Regions from separate parts of the Mus musculus genome. Here region 2 is linked to region 1. A link is a contact called in public HiCAR-type data. All regions are on one chromosome and are shown on one strand. Each heading gives the region's core, a stretch centred on a gene start, on an enhancer-like site or on the middle of the called end of the contact. The rest is flanking DNA. Distances are from core to core; before and after follow the strand shown. Region 1 overlaps Arhgap15 (Rho GTPase activating protein 15). Region 2 overlaps Arhgap15 (Rho GTPase activating protein 15).

Evidence for each region. HiCAR-type assays count read pairs that join an accessible place to other places.
Region 2: a contact with region 1 is called in a HiCAR-type map of kidney, with 2.6 times the contacts expected there. The contact joins two enhancer-like sites. A contact is called at or near these places in 4 of 484 Hi-C or Micro-C datasets (brain, granulosa cells, uterus and 1 more) and 2 of 115 datasets of contacts at active chromatin or transcription factors (kidney and neural progenitor cells).

What each region holds. Positions count from the first base shown.
Region 1 is chr2:44,139,140-44,146,656 of GRCm38.p6, reverse strand. It overlaps Arhgap15 (Rho GTPase activating protein 15), which reads right to left. Exons shown (of 14, transcript NM_153820.3): 10 at 4,309-4,407. Among named protein-coding and RNA genes, the nearest start is that of Arhgap15os, 78 kb to the right of the region's middle. Within about 2 kb of position 3,841, at least 8 of the 459 cell types and tissues checked have an H3K27ac peak or open chromatin away from gene starts, as enhancers often do. A contact at or near this core is called in kidney, where this site is marked.
Region 2 is chr2:44,218,047-44,225,563 of GRCm38.p6, reverse strand. The region is part of intron 11 of Arhgap15 (Rho GTPase activating protein 15); the gene reads right to left. Among named protein-coding and RNA genes, the nearest start is that of Gm52508, 110 kb to the left of the region's middle. Within about 2 kb of position 3,258, at least 38 of the 459 cell types and tissues checked have an H3K27ac peak or open chromatin away from gene starts, as enhancers often do. A contact at or near this core is called in kidney, where this site is marked.

The DNA.
Region 1 (7,517 bases), core at 2,592-5,091:
AGACCTTTTCAGAAGTAGACTAAAGGTCTTTCTTAAATCTTTAAGCCATGTTATGGATCCCAGGGTATCTTCTGGGCAGTAAGTCAAGTATGTAACTTGTGTTTCATTCCTGTCATAGCATTTTTGTGTTTGAGGGAAAAAATACAGAAAGGGCAACCTTCTTGTTGATTAGTAACTGCTGAAACATTCAGAAAGCCAGCTTGTATCTCGAACCATCAAATGCAGGAGATGTGGGTTCACATACACAGGACCCCCACCACACACACACACACACACACACACACACACACACACACACACTCACACACACACTCACACACATGGTACAGTCACACACGGTATGGTAGGACTGCAGAGATGGCTCATAGGGTAAGACTGTGTGCCGCCAAGTCTGGACACTTGAGTTAGATCTCAGGGAAGCACATCACAGCGGAAAGAATTGATTCCTGCAAGTTGACTTCCCTTGTCTATACCCATGCTATGCTCTGGCATACACACTCAGGAATACACAGACATAGACACATACACTGAATAAAACAACTTTTTTTTAAATTGTGGTAAGAAGCACATAAGGTCAAATAACTCTTTTGGGCGCATATTTCAGTTGTGTCAAGTATATTCAGCTTGCTGAGTTATGGATCTCTTGGTATCCTCTTAACATGCTAAGCTGATGAGGCACAGCACCAGAACTGGAAGCCTTAAAGGAGCAGTGAGCTATCACATCATGTTATGAACAGTGAATGCCAATCCTATTATACAGTTTTAAAATTCAGTTGTATTCCCTTACACTCAGAAATTTTACTTGATATACAAAAATATGTTTAGAGTAGAATTATGTTCAGTAATTTAGTAAATTTTATCTCTTTATAAAAGAAGTCTCTGGCACAGTCTATCTTTGGTTTTCCACTTAAGCCTGTCTTTCCGGGTATCACATATGGCTGGCTTGTTCTACTATGGTCACACAATGAGTCAAGATAATAGTTTTGTGAATAAAACAAAATTAACCTTCCCTTGGTCTTGTGAGGAAATGAAAACAGACAAGCATGCATTTATGACCAGGAGCTGACAGATCAATATAAAGCATACATCTTTGGTTTCTTTTTTCTGTTCTCTTAAAATAGTTTCCTGTCTTGTTATACCAATTCTCTCCTCTTAAAGCACTTAGAACTGTTTGCTCTTTGTCCAGGTGTTTAGTGCCTATTTCTTCTACAGTACTAGTGTATAACATGAAGAACAACACACAACTAGTGACTGCTTCTTCATTCATGGATACCCAACATATCTTTGTGAGAAGAAACTCAAGTTGAGAAGTTTATTGGTCTCTTCGGTTACCTCACAAAGAGACTTCAACTACAAAAGTCAGGCAGAGAGAGATAGGTGCAATCTGCAAAAATCAGTGTGATTCTCTGTACAGAAGTATATTTAGGGCTGCATAGACAATGTCAGAAAAGGTAGAACTCACCGTATTCCAAATGGCTGGGGAAGATAACATGGTTTGGTGGTCAAGGGTTTAGGGAACCAAAATGAGACAAGTGACTGTATCAAATAAGTCAATTGCCAGTTGGTTTACAAAGCTTTCTTAACCATTTTTTTTTAAAGTTATGTACAAACGTGTGGAAAATTTAAATGTAACTCATGTCACTTAACTGATGGTGAATGAAGAATACACTTCCTGCTAGTTACTGGGTAGAACTTTCAGGGTGACCTCAAGTGCCTAAATTTGGTTTGTTGAGATTCAAGCAGCAAGAAAACTGAGAGGGGGCTGAAACACTTTTGAGACTGTCTGCCCTGTCATGCTTCAGTTCATAAATAAGAAGCATTTAAAAAATACAGCTTGAGTTTTATAGATTCCTTAAAGAAAAGAATCACAAAGGGAAAAAGAGAATGGAACCAACCCCCCTTTGTAACAGCCAGTGTGACACATCATGAGCACAGAGGCCATTTCCCCAGAACTGGGAGAGTGAACACAACTTTCATTAAATGAGTCTTTCCTAGAACAAACCCATAAGCATTTCCCATGACTGTGCAGTTGAGATTTTTGGCTGGAGGAGCATCTGGCCATTAGAAAGAGCACTCTAGACATGCTGAGCCCCAGCCATGTCGAGATACTTGGCACTTTCTTCAGCTACTTCCTAGTACCAACCCTGCATCAAATGTCATCAGAAGCCTGCATAAATATTGGATTTAGATTCATATAAATTATTTCTGTCCTGAGGCGCAATATGCCAAAATTTAGTAAAAACAACACTTTGAGTAAACAGAATTGGTGGATAAATGTAAGAGCATTAATCCAACAAAACGATCATAGAAAAACATAATCAAGTGTACACACTCATAAATCCTACACTGATGTAAGACCTTTATCTTGCACCTATGACTTTTTATTGAACATATCTGGAGTTCCTTTAAGCTAACACTGCCAAAGTGCTTTGAATTGTCAGTTGCTTTGCAGAATTATAAAGTGTCTCTGAGTTTCATTAGAATGCTCAGGAATTATTTTAATAATCATATGTGCGATTAGCAGCTGTTTAGTGCTGGATCTACAAATTCATTTTGAGAGTAAACATTGGAACAATAAAATATAATGCTGTCATGATTGCCCCTGTCAGCAGAAATATCATCTTACTTTATTAAAAATCACCATGAAAATGCCAGGCACAGATACAATTCCTATTTATAGACATTTTCTATTCTATGATATTATGAAATCTGTGCACTGCAAAGCTACATTTAACAGGGATTTTCATTTTGCCTTAGGTAGGCTCACAAATCAGGAGATATAAGCTCTTCTTCCTGTGTGCATACATCTTACTATATACGGCTTCTCCCAATGGCCTATTTGGATTTTTGATCTAATATAATAATGTTCATACCGTTGGTTCTCAGTATTTAAAAGTGAATGAAGATTTCTTGGAAATCATGGTAGTTTCGCTATTGGAAATAATAACAATCTTCTCACTGATCCATTTTGACTCTAAGTATTTATTAAATAATATTTACTCCTAAGATAGGTACCTATAAATTAAATGAAATTGCAACATGCAATAAAAACACAGTTCTCTCTAAATTCCAATCAGCTTCATTCCTCATAGACGCTTCTCCTGGAGCTTATTCTACAGTAACTGTTTCCTGCTCTCTGGCCCCTCAGCACTTCTCCTTGTTGTCGATGTGCTTTTCTGACAGTCACTATCTTTATCTGTGTCCCTACCCACCCCTTCTCCTCTTGTTATTCTTTCATTCCCTACTGATATGGGAATAATAGGATCCCAAAGCTGTCCTTACTGTATAATTAAAGTATGAATTTCTAGGAGTTAGAAATTGCATGCCGTTTTTATTATGCTTCTATAATAAAGCCAGGTAACACCGAGAGAATTAAAATGGACTTTTCTGAGCAGAACACTTGAAGATTTTTCCCCCTCTTTGGTTGTATTGTTTTAAGAAATAGGTGTTGAAAATAAGAATAGGTTCAGCTATTCCTTTCCTCTGCAAACACCTCTATCTTTCACTTGATATATATCCCCCTAGATCCTGGAAATATGTTGTAAACTTGTAACAGATGGTGATGAAGCTTCACATTTTTTATTTAATACATTTTTTTTTAAGATTCTGCATTTACAGTGTGTATCTTCCAGGAAAAATGACCTTGAATGAATGAAGTCATAGTTCGAAGGAAAAACACTCCGCAGATAAACTAGCCTAGAAATGATGAGTCAATTGGGGTTTGTTTTGTTCTCTTCAGTGAGATGAAATAATTTCAGATGAAAAACAGAATGGTGAAACAGAGGAGTCAAAGGTCATTCTAACAGTGGAGGTGTATCTGCTAATTGTTCCAGGAAACACAGTTAGCTGGACTCTGTACTGAACAGAACCATGTAGAAGATGGCGTATCGCTGTCTGTGAGTAGAAACGCTGTTTACTTCACTTGGGTGATGCTGGGGGCTTCCCAAAAAATTGTTCTGGCACATCTACCAGCATGAATGTGAGAGGGTTCTAACACTGTGAGTGCTGATATTTTATGAATGTTTTACCACTGGCTTGGAAACAAGAAGTTTGCAATTGATTCAACAGTATGTCAGACAGACAAAATATTAAACGGGAGAGAAAAAAAAAAAACACGGAACATTAGTGAGAATTGCTAATGTCCCCATTGTAAAAGCAAACTGAAGTTAATAAGAAACCTGATCCTCTTAACCGATTAATGAAAGTCAAGTTTTAATTGCGTGGCTTCCCAGAGAAATCAAGTGGTTCCGTGAACTTGAGCCCTAGCTGTTCAGAGGACTCAGCAATGCTGCACATTCAGTCACCCACCTCTTTTTTCAACAGCTTCAATGCATTGCTTTACAAACCATGGAACTGTGGAATGTTCTCGTTCACACACTGTGTGCAGATGAGAGCCAAAAATTTGATCTGCAAACGAAACAAAGATGAGCTTCATTAAAATCCAAGCCTGCGTTGTTCTTAATTCGATTCTACTTCCATAGCCAATACCGAGATCTTCATCTTGCATAGAAATTGATTTTTGCTTTAATTTCAAAGTGTCTATGGCAGATGTATAAAGACTGTGTGTCCCTTCTCTGTGGAATAGAATCTTGATCTCCCGGTAAGAAAAATAACATGGTCCTTGATCAGGCACGGGTAACGAGTGAGTTACAGTCTTTAAGGGACTGAACTCTGTTGCCTCTGAAATTATGCAGAGGAGCTGAGGTAGCTCCCATGGAATAATTAAGCTTAGTGCATCTGGAATCTTGCATGTTTTAGAAGTTTATCAGCAGTTATCAAGAATGCAGTTTGTCCAGTTTATTTAAGGCATTCATTCTGGAAGGGTATTTGATAAGGTAGAGAGCAGCAAGGGAAGTACTACAAAGTATTGCTTAGTGTTTCTCCTGCCTTGAATACCCACCCTCTTGTCAGATTTAAGTATCTCTTGTCAGAAAGTATCTTTCTGACAAATGCAGCTCAGAACTTCCCTATGTCATCTTCATTAGACTCCCAGCATAGCGGTTTCTCTGCTTGTTCAACAGATACAGCAGGAAACAGGGCTCATGTTCAAAATGGCCAGCAACATCAAATTAAACAAAGTTAAACTGAATTTAAGACAGGATTTAAAGTGTTTTTATTTGTTTGAGCTATGCCATATGTGAGTTTCTATAAGAGGATGGTAGAGATAATAGTTCTCAGACTCATTTTTTAAGATCCATTTGTTTCAGAGGGCATCTCTCTGAACTAACGCTGAACTGGGCTCTGAGATCACAACGCTGAACTGGGCCCTTGCCTTTAATTTAGAGTAAGACAGATAATTTTTGAGCAGCATTTTTGTATTTATGATTATGGGATAGTGGCTTGGATTTAAACCGTCCTCTGAAGATTCATTTATTAAAAGTGCCATTTCCCCAGTTGCGGGTCGTACTGAGAGGTGATTGGGCCATGAGGACTCTGAGCTGATCAAAGATCCTTCTTCTCACAGTATCTATCTTCCAGCCACCTCTGAAAGATCGGAGCCACTCAACTCCATTGTCTATACCAATATCTTTGCTTTATTTGCGGATGGGGCTTATCTCCACTTGACATGCTAGACCTATGTTGACTATGTAGCTTGTTTAACTTGCTTAGAATTCAAATCCAGAAGGGTCAGGGTCATAGAGTTACTATGTGTCTCCAAGTCTCACACAATGTTTACACATAATGGAAGTTCACCAAAAATGTTCTGAATTGTCAGTCGGGATATTGTAGGAAAGCAATTTAGATATATAGAAATTAAGAGAAAATATATAGTGCTGCACAACAGAGTGCTAAATGGCAAGGTACTTTGAAGATGAAGAAACTGAGATGTCAAGGAAGTTGTATTTATATCTATTACTTAGGAAAATATATTGGAGTGTGCTGGTAAAAACGTCATGGAGGGAATCAAGTTAGGCTAATACACTATTAATAACACACTCTGATGTGGAAACACATGTTTATACAAGAAACAGGAAGACGATAAACTCAAAACCCAGATAGTATAAAGAAATGGCAAACAATTGTATATGCTTTGAACACTTGATGAGGTAGCAGAGACTTATTCCAAACGGTGAGCATCCCTGTAATAAAGCGTGACATAAATATTACCTAAGAAAAATTGCCTAGGACTTCAGATCAAATATTTTACATTGGCTAGAGGTTACAGGCAGGAAACATTACTACAACATACAAACCTATTAGTAGACTTCATAATTTACATCCGTTGCACAAATGTTGATTGACCTTTCTATCTGCACAGCAACGAAGCAGGCAGTTAAACAGTTTACGTTGTAAATATATATGCTGGGATTTCTTTAATATTGTAAGGTTGAAACAGTAAGTAACTTGAAAGGTGTTGAGTTGTAAGAATGATGCCCTCCAGTATAGGTGTATGTCTTTCCATGTTTGAGGGAGAAAGACAAAGAGAGGAGAAAGGGGTAGGGAAAGTGGAGTGATAGAGAGACAGAGAGAATTACTTTGGATGGAAGTCGTTTAACAAAAGTAGACACTATCATGAAATGGGTGCTAAATTTCTAATTGAGCTTTGTTTTGCTTTCCTTTTCACGTGGATATAAGGGAAAGACACAAAGATGGATGGGCTAGACAAGCAACATAGAAAAGTGATTTTTGGTGTGTGCAGATATTTTGCTTTCTTCCTTTAACTTTCCTCTTTAATCTATTTAGTTATCTGTGAAAGACAATCACAAGTGCTTAATATGTGGCACAGTAACCCCAGAGTGTCCCATATATGCACTATGCTGCCATACACTCTCTATCCTCTACATAGGATACCCCAGAGTGTGCCATAAATGTGGTTATGTTGCCACACAACCTCTATTCTCTACATGTATCTGATGTAGGAGACTGACACCAGAGGAAAGGGACATGTCATTGTGAATATGCTGTGTCTGGGTTAGTAAAGGTGCACTGTGAAAGTATATGGAAAAAGGTCACAGCAGTCTTCCCCATGCGCAATGTCCCAGCAAAGGGACAAGCTCTCAGATATAAGTAGGATTTGAGTAGAAAGCTAAGAAAGGGAAACAAGGGGCATTTGAAGAGGTGGAGGCTAACACACGCCAACACTTGAGAGAATGACAGTATGACCAGAGTGCTTCATTCAGTAAAAATTCAGGGCTTATTGAAATCTTGATGAACTAAGCTTGTATTATGATGTATCCTATACTTTGTCAACTAGGTTCAGTTATTTGACAGATACTAATGATCTCCTACAAGTAAGTCCTTTCTTTATTAGTTCCTTTCTTGTTCTTAGAATTCACTCAGGTTGGCTGCAAGGCCCAAACCTAAGTAAAATTCCTCTGACCCAAATAGTGGAAGTAGAGAACAACTCCTAGAAAAATTTCTTTGATCTCACACAGTAAAAGAAACATGCAGACACCTACACACATACATATTTAGGTGCACACAAAACCACAGTATTTCAACAGAAATGCAATAGAATTCATGAGATACAACCCAAGATTATTCTTTTTTTTTCTTGAGACAGGGTTTCCCTGTGT
Region 2 (7,517 bases), core at 2,009-4,508, 79 kb before region 1:
TGGGGATTCCTGTGTTAACAATGTATCTACCAAGCTCAGAGTCCAGACAAATCAGGCTGGGGATCAGGGCAATGCTGTCTACCTCCACTGACTTTGTCTCTAGCACAGTGCTGCTTGTCTTAATAAGAATAGACTTGTCTGAGATTAATGCCATTTGTGCTTGTGAACTACTAACTACTAACTACTACTAGAAAAAAAAATCTGAAGTTGAAACAAATAGATTGGTGTTTCCTAGGCTCAGTGGTGAGTCTGATAGTCCAGTTCAACAGTAGTTGCTACCAAATTGCAAAATAGTTGGTCAAGTAGAGAAAAACCTATCAGATCTTTAACCTTCTTCTGCTTTAGCTCAAGATGTGGAAGAAGGTAGTGTTAAACGATGAGTCGTGGTTAAAGGCATAACACAATCCTAGAAATAAAATATTTTAATTTTCTGAAAATCTAGGTTACAGTTCTTTTAATGAACAGAGCTATTTTAAGTGGCAGAACAGCCGTACATTAATTTGAATGTGTGATAAGGCACAGTACATATCATTTACAGATTGCATCTACATTCTGAACACACCTTTGCCATATATTTTAAACAGTAAGCCCTCCAACCATTCTGGGGCCTAATTCACGGCCATAGCCTGAGTACTCAGAGCCTGAGTGATGCTCCCTCTAAACCCAATGCTGTGTCCAAGCAAAAAGTAGCCTGAAAGTAGTCTTTGGCTCTCAGTCATTCTTGACCTACACTGTCCTATGCTGTTCTAACAATTCATGTCCCTCTTGCTTCAGGCTTTGATTTTGCTTGATACATAATAATCACACCCAGGAAGTACTTGGATGGGGGAACCATTAACACCTCAAAGCCTAAAGGAAAATTTTACCTTCTTCAAATCCTGCCTGTGAGAGCTCAGGTTGCTTTCTAATTCTTGTATCTACCAAGCTCAGAGTCTAGACAAATCAGGCTGGGGATCAGGGCAATGCTGTCTACCTCCACTGATTAAGGTTTCACCCCGATGCCTTTTGGGCAAATGGATGCATTTACCACCTATGGGAGAAACTTTTGAAAATTAAACCTCAGCAATCAAGCAATCACAACATTCTTAGATCGTCGTTCGTTCTTTGCTGTCTTGCAGACACTTCTCATTTACCTAACTGGGAGACTTTCTTCAAGGGGGACTGAATCATGAAACAGGTTCAGGACAGTGTGTGGGTATGGAGCAGGGCAGAGACCCTGGAGAATGGATGTTGGGTAGGAAGAAGACAGGACACTATAAACAATCCAAAATAATGTCAGTTGAAATCTGGAAGGTCAGCATTCAGAAATGGCAGTCTAGATCCTCAAAATAGCATAGCTTGGCTTGGAATCTTGAAGAACACCTCAGAGTAGGTGGGGTAGGGGGCAAAAATCATTTGTTTGAGTCTATCCTTAGTATCTTTAACCCCATAAAGAAACACATGATGTGCATTTATTTCTAATTATTGACATAAGCCCAGCTGCTCTCAATGTTAAAGGCACATTAAACTCACACAACATGGAAATCCCTACTTAGAATGCTTCCTCCTTCCTGAGCATGCCTTGTTGTGCCCAGATGCTCTGTGCAGTTATTGCACCATTTAAAAGGTTGACGTACAAAAATAAAGAGGTGATAGGAATATCAGAGTGAGGATTGAGCCAGCAGAGCTGTCCTCTTCCTAGATTTCATTACACGTTAATCTCCATAATGTCTCGGCACAACAAAACAAATTACAAATTAAAGGGAAGATAATTTGACTGTGGATTGCTGAATTTGTGTGTGTTGGGGGGGAGCTAGGGGGGCAGGAAAGCTACACATGTAAAGATACACTAGACACATACAGCCCAAACAGAATATTGAAATTGTGTAGTTTATGTAAAACTTAAAATAAATAGATTTACACTTCCCTTTAGATCCAGAAATACACGAAAAGTTGCAAAGCAGCTCACAACAAAGCAATTGACAAGAAAGATAGCATCTGCTTTTCTGTCTATTCAAGCTGAAGTTTTTCATTTGGAATGCAAGCAGTGCTTCCCAAGTTAACATAATTAACTCATGACAATCCAGAAGCATCATAATATAAGATGCAGATGGAAATTCAAAGCTGCAGAAATGTCAGTTCGGTGCGTCAGGATTATCACTTTTTTAAAAAAGTGAACAAACCATCATGCCAATTAAAACAGGTGTTTTTTGTTTTTTAAATTTCAAACCCCTTTGTCTGTTATGAAATCACAAGCAGGGTTATTTATTTATTAGTCTGCTGTGAAACGCGCATCTTAGAAAAAAAGGAGATCTGTGAAAACAACAAAGTAAGAAGATGAAAAGAACGACACTCAGCATTGGTTTCTGACACAATAGAGGACCAGTCGCTCAATTAGTTAGTAATTTCCATGTGACTACTTGACAGAATCTACTAATTGTTAATCTTCCACTAACTATTGCTTTACATAATTAATTATATTCAAATACAAACAACAAAGACATGTTGGCCAGTTGCCCTTTTGAGATTTTTTTTTTCCTGCAAACTGCCTCTGCTTACTGACAATATTTCTAGGAAGAAAAGATATTAATCTCACAGGAGAACACATATTAAAATAAATCAGCAGACTCTGTCCTTTACCTTGCTTATAAAGTAAACCACTCCACAAAGACAGAATAAAAACCAAACCAGAAAACCTCCAAGCTACTGACTGGTCACACAAATCCATTCTTGAAACCCTCCCCAATGGCCCGAGTCCTTTGAGTTGGGATCTTTCATATTAATTGAGAATTGCATAAAATGCAGAGTAACCCATCCAGAGGTCAAGCATCATTCATCATTAGTTGAAGTGACATTTTCAACCCTTCATTTTGCAGCTGGGGAGAAAGGAGGGGGAAAGGTATTCTTTAAAAGAAAAAAAAAAAAAAGAAAGAAAGAAACAGGACAGAGCACAATCCTCACTCTATCCACCGAGAACACAAGGTGCCTCTCTGTCAGTGTGATAACGTGCTTAAAGCTAGCAATGCCTTTCTTCCCTAACCTTGGAGTCACTAAGCACATGACAGCTGCATTCCTCCACTTAGGAGTTCTGCTGGAGATCAGTAGTAACTATTTTAGATGTAAATGAAGCCCTTCAGTGGGGTGGAGAACATAGTTCTTTGAGCTGAAACGATGATTTATATCCAAATCCTGTTTTGTTTGCGAGAGACATTGCAACTTGTTAACAAGGCTCTCCTTGTTCCAGTGGTGTCCTCCAGGCAGAAAAGAAATTCCGGGAAGCTGGGTATGGCCACTTTTGAAACTGCAAAACAGCATTCCAAGAGTGCGTGGCAAATTTACTGGCCAACTTAGGACCTCTGTCACAATAAAAGATTCTCTCTCTCTCTCTCTCTCTCTCTCTCTCTCTCTCTCTCTCTCTCTCTCTCTCTCCCCCCCTCACTTGTTTTTCTCTGAAACGCAAAGGTCACAACAGGAAATGCGAGCAACTAAAGATGAAAAAGCAATCTGAAACAAAAGTCCAGATAGCTGGTATTTAGATGAGCAATAATTCACAGAGCTTTTGATAATGCATAGATGTTTGTAAACTCCTGAGACCACAACTTATCAGAGGTACTTGCTCAAGGAAGGAAAATTTCTTTGGCAAGTGTTCTGAGTCCAAAGATAAGTGTTATGAAATCCACCAGGGACAGAGTCGAATCTGGCTCCTCTGCCAAGCAATCCTCTCAAGTAGGTCAATCTTTGAAGTGTCCTCTCCGATCCTTTGCTACCTGAGACAGAAGAATTGTGGTGCTTAACTCTCTAGCCAAATTAGAATAGTCATGTCAAATAAATGTGGGGTAATTGTCTCTCATGTCTAGGAACATGATATGGCAAATCTGGTCAAAATCTCAGAAGAAAGTCATCTCACAGAGTCCTTGAGAAGTAGTAAAGTCACAAGTAAGTCATGTGTATAGCTATGCTTTGTAGAGATATTTCAAAACTGAAAACATTTAGTATTTCCATGTATAGTAACTTTATAATGTCATTTAGCCACCATGTTTGGGCAGGTTTCTGTCTGTGTGGCGAGGCAGGACAGGTGAAGAAAGGTACAAGGTCACTGGCCCTTTAGGTTTTCACCTGTGGCAGAGCCTACAGTGAGTGGTCCAAACTTTAGGCTTCACCCTAGGAAATGTTTATAGTTTTAACTTGTTCAAAATCATATAACATTTCCAATATTGAAAATTCCTTTACAGAATAGGTTATAAGTTTGGGTACAGATATTTTACATATAAATTGACTATACACACACACACACACGCACATATATGGAGAGAGAGAGAGAGAGAGAGAGAGAGAGAGAAAGAGAGAGAGAGAGAGAATGTTCATGTTCACATATAGTGGTTCAAAAAGAAATTGTCATAAATTGTTGGTGTCTTTTCCATTTCGTTTTTAATTACTCTGATTTGGGCTGAGTGCACAGAGAGATCAAATGGAGGTGTTGAAGAAATAATTAGCTAGATGTTTTAAGAAATTATTTTTAGTGAGTTACCAAACAAATGGGAGCCAATACAATCATGGAATGTACCAGGGAGAAGGTCAAAGAAAATATAATCATGGACCATACTAAGGTAGACAGTCACAGACAACACAACAACCTTATAGCCAGCATCTTACTAAATAAATCTCACCAATCTGGAAAAGTTCATCTTAATTTCCTTTTCATCTTATAGAACAATGAATAAAGGGTCAAGGCAATAGCTACACAGATATTATAAACAGGTCAGCCAATATTTAAACCTGGGTTTTCAATAAAACAGTTTGATGTCATCCTTGCTGCTGTTTAAATCAGCTTCTCATTATCCCGTGTAAACTTACTTAGGTTAAACTATGAAGAAATGCATCTAATGACAAAAACACAATAAAGCGTTTTCAAAACCAAAACACAGTCACTTGTAGGATGCAGTAAACACACTTTTCAGAGAGGTCTTAAAATGTGCTCCTTATGGCTGACCAGCCTCATCTCCTTTTAAAGTCAAATGCCATTTATTAAAACCTCCTGGAACTGCTCTCTGGTAGTGTACCTTTTCATAACCTTCATCTGAAGAACTACAAGTTTGGGGGTTTTGTTGTTGTTTGGTTTGTTTGTTTGTTTGTTTGTTTGTTTTTGTAAAACTTGGCTGATTTCCAACCCTGAGTACCCACACTTCATCATGAGGTATGAATTTTCCTTGCAGGGAGGCCTGTGAGTCTTTACTTGGGATTATACTTTTAATTATGTATTAGTCTCAGGGGAAAAAAACCCAGCCACATGAAACATGTTTCTTATGGATGAGTTCAGCCATGGAGCCACAGTGGACAGAGCAAGAAGAAGCAAAGAGTCAGAACTTTTCTGCCTTCATCCATTAGCCTGACTTGCCAGGTAACTGTGGGCATTAGTTCAAGAAAATGTTAGGGGAAGAGTAAGCTGAGAAAAATTCAAAATATTTCACTATAAAAAGAAATACGTTGCTCCAGTGTTTTCTACACCGATAGGAGCTGCAAAGTATAGGCCACGGTGAAGAAAACTCATTGGCTCACGGAGTGTGTGGCACATTCCAGAGAAATAAAGCTGTGTGGCCACACTATGTGGTTGCAACAAATTCTGCTCGCACTGTGTTGAGTTTAGTAGGGCCTGCAAGAGACGCATTGTAGAGTTAAGTCATTGGGAGTGAAGTACTGGAACTTCACCTTCAAGAAGAATTTATTAGGGATTTCTCAATAACTAGATAGATATAATACTTTTCTCGGGAAGGGCACTCTATATTTATTAAAATAGTGAGGATCAAAAGTTGAAATTTTGCAACAGCACGGTGTCTTACAGAGACAGTACAGGTGCATCATAAACTCCAGGAACCTGAGGCCAAAAGAACCCTCTGAAGGGATTTGCAATGCATGGTGGCATCTCTATTTGAAGAGTAGTATACTGGACACATGCATATGACTTGTTAGAAACAGCATTTCAAACCTAGCTATTATCAGCATCCTGCTAGAATCTATGGTGGAGGCTCCAGAAACTTCCAACCCTGCATTCTAAAACAAATTTTTCAATGAAAGGAACAGAAATAAGAGAAACAAGCAGGCTTAAAGAGTCACCCCAACCCACCTCCCCTCCTCCTCCCCCATCCCCTCCCCCCCTCCCCCACCCCCGGGGAATAACCTCCTGCAGCTAGGCCTACTGTGTGGTTGTCCTCAGTCTACCCTTAAATGCTGTCTTATAACCATGCAGCCACTACTTGGAGAGATTATTTTGTAGTCTAATGGATCTCATTGTCAGGAAATGGTTTTTGATATTCAGCCAAATTCAAGATTTCCAGAAACAAGTTTTATTTGCGCATTTCCCTCCTTTAATATTTATGGCTAATGCTGATATTTCATTTATGGGCTTTTTTTTTTTAAAGCTTCAAATGGGCAAATGGTTAAAAAAAGTGTTGTTATATATTTTTTTTAACTTAGAATTTCTTTTCTTCTTCTTTTTCCTCCTTAAGTGTCATAAAGTTAACTGCTAATATGGATAACTACTTTCCCAGTGGGAACAGGGTACATCTTTACAAGAAGGAGTGCAGATAGGTAGTTATATTTGAGGAGTGGAAGTTCACCAGATAACCCAAATCTGTAAGCAGACTTCAACAGCTTTAAGATTCTTTGTGTTGCCATCATTCATTGGTAACTGGGGAGTTTTTACAGCCTTTCAAACCTTAGAGTCCTTTCAATCATTAGATGCCTTAAAGGGACAGAAGGCCTTAAAATGTGCTCCCGATCTCCCTAGTTGAAAAAGATACATAGACAGAGGGGGGAAAAGTCAAACAACAATACAAAAAGCATTAATGCAAAGAACAGTGGGGTCTCTCCCTAATTTGACTTTCTCTACAGGTGGCCTGCAGCTGCGTCCAAACAGGTTACTCCACAGCCTTCCCATGAGCACAACAACAAAGTGCTATCTGTATTCACAAGAATACATTTAGTGGCATAGACTGATTCAGGTCTAAAAATAAGAAAAAAGCATTTTTCCAGCATAGCCCGAGGTGACTCCGTGCAGCAGCAGAAGACAGTAGCACTCTTGTCTTCCTGGCTGTGCCCAAGCATAAAGGAATCGGAGGCTTACTTCACAGGACTCGAGGAGGCCCAGGGCCAGCAAGAGTTGATTCATTCTGTTTACATCCGTGTGGGCTCACTGACAGCAAACAGCCGCCAAGCAGGCAAAATCAATAAGGAATATTCTGTTTTCAATCGACTTCAAGGTAAAGTGTACAGTTATGTCTCTGAGACGGGGCGCCTGTTTGAGCAAGCCTTCTACCATGCTGGGCAACATGAGGCAGAAACAGGAAAAATTAGAGCATACCTGTTTAGTTACGATTATAAATAATCAATTGGGCCAACCTCACAAAACTCATAAGAGTTATACATCCTGCTTGAGTGGATTTTTTTTTCCTAGAGAAATCACAAAGAGAGAGAAAACCACAGTCTGCGAGGTCTTTGTAGTGTTCGGGTGACACCTCCCCCATGCATTGGGCTTCCCTCCT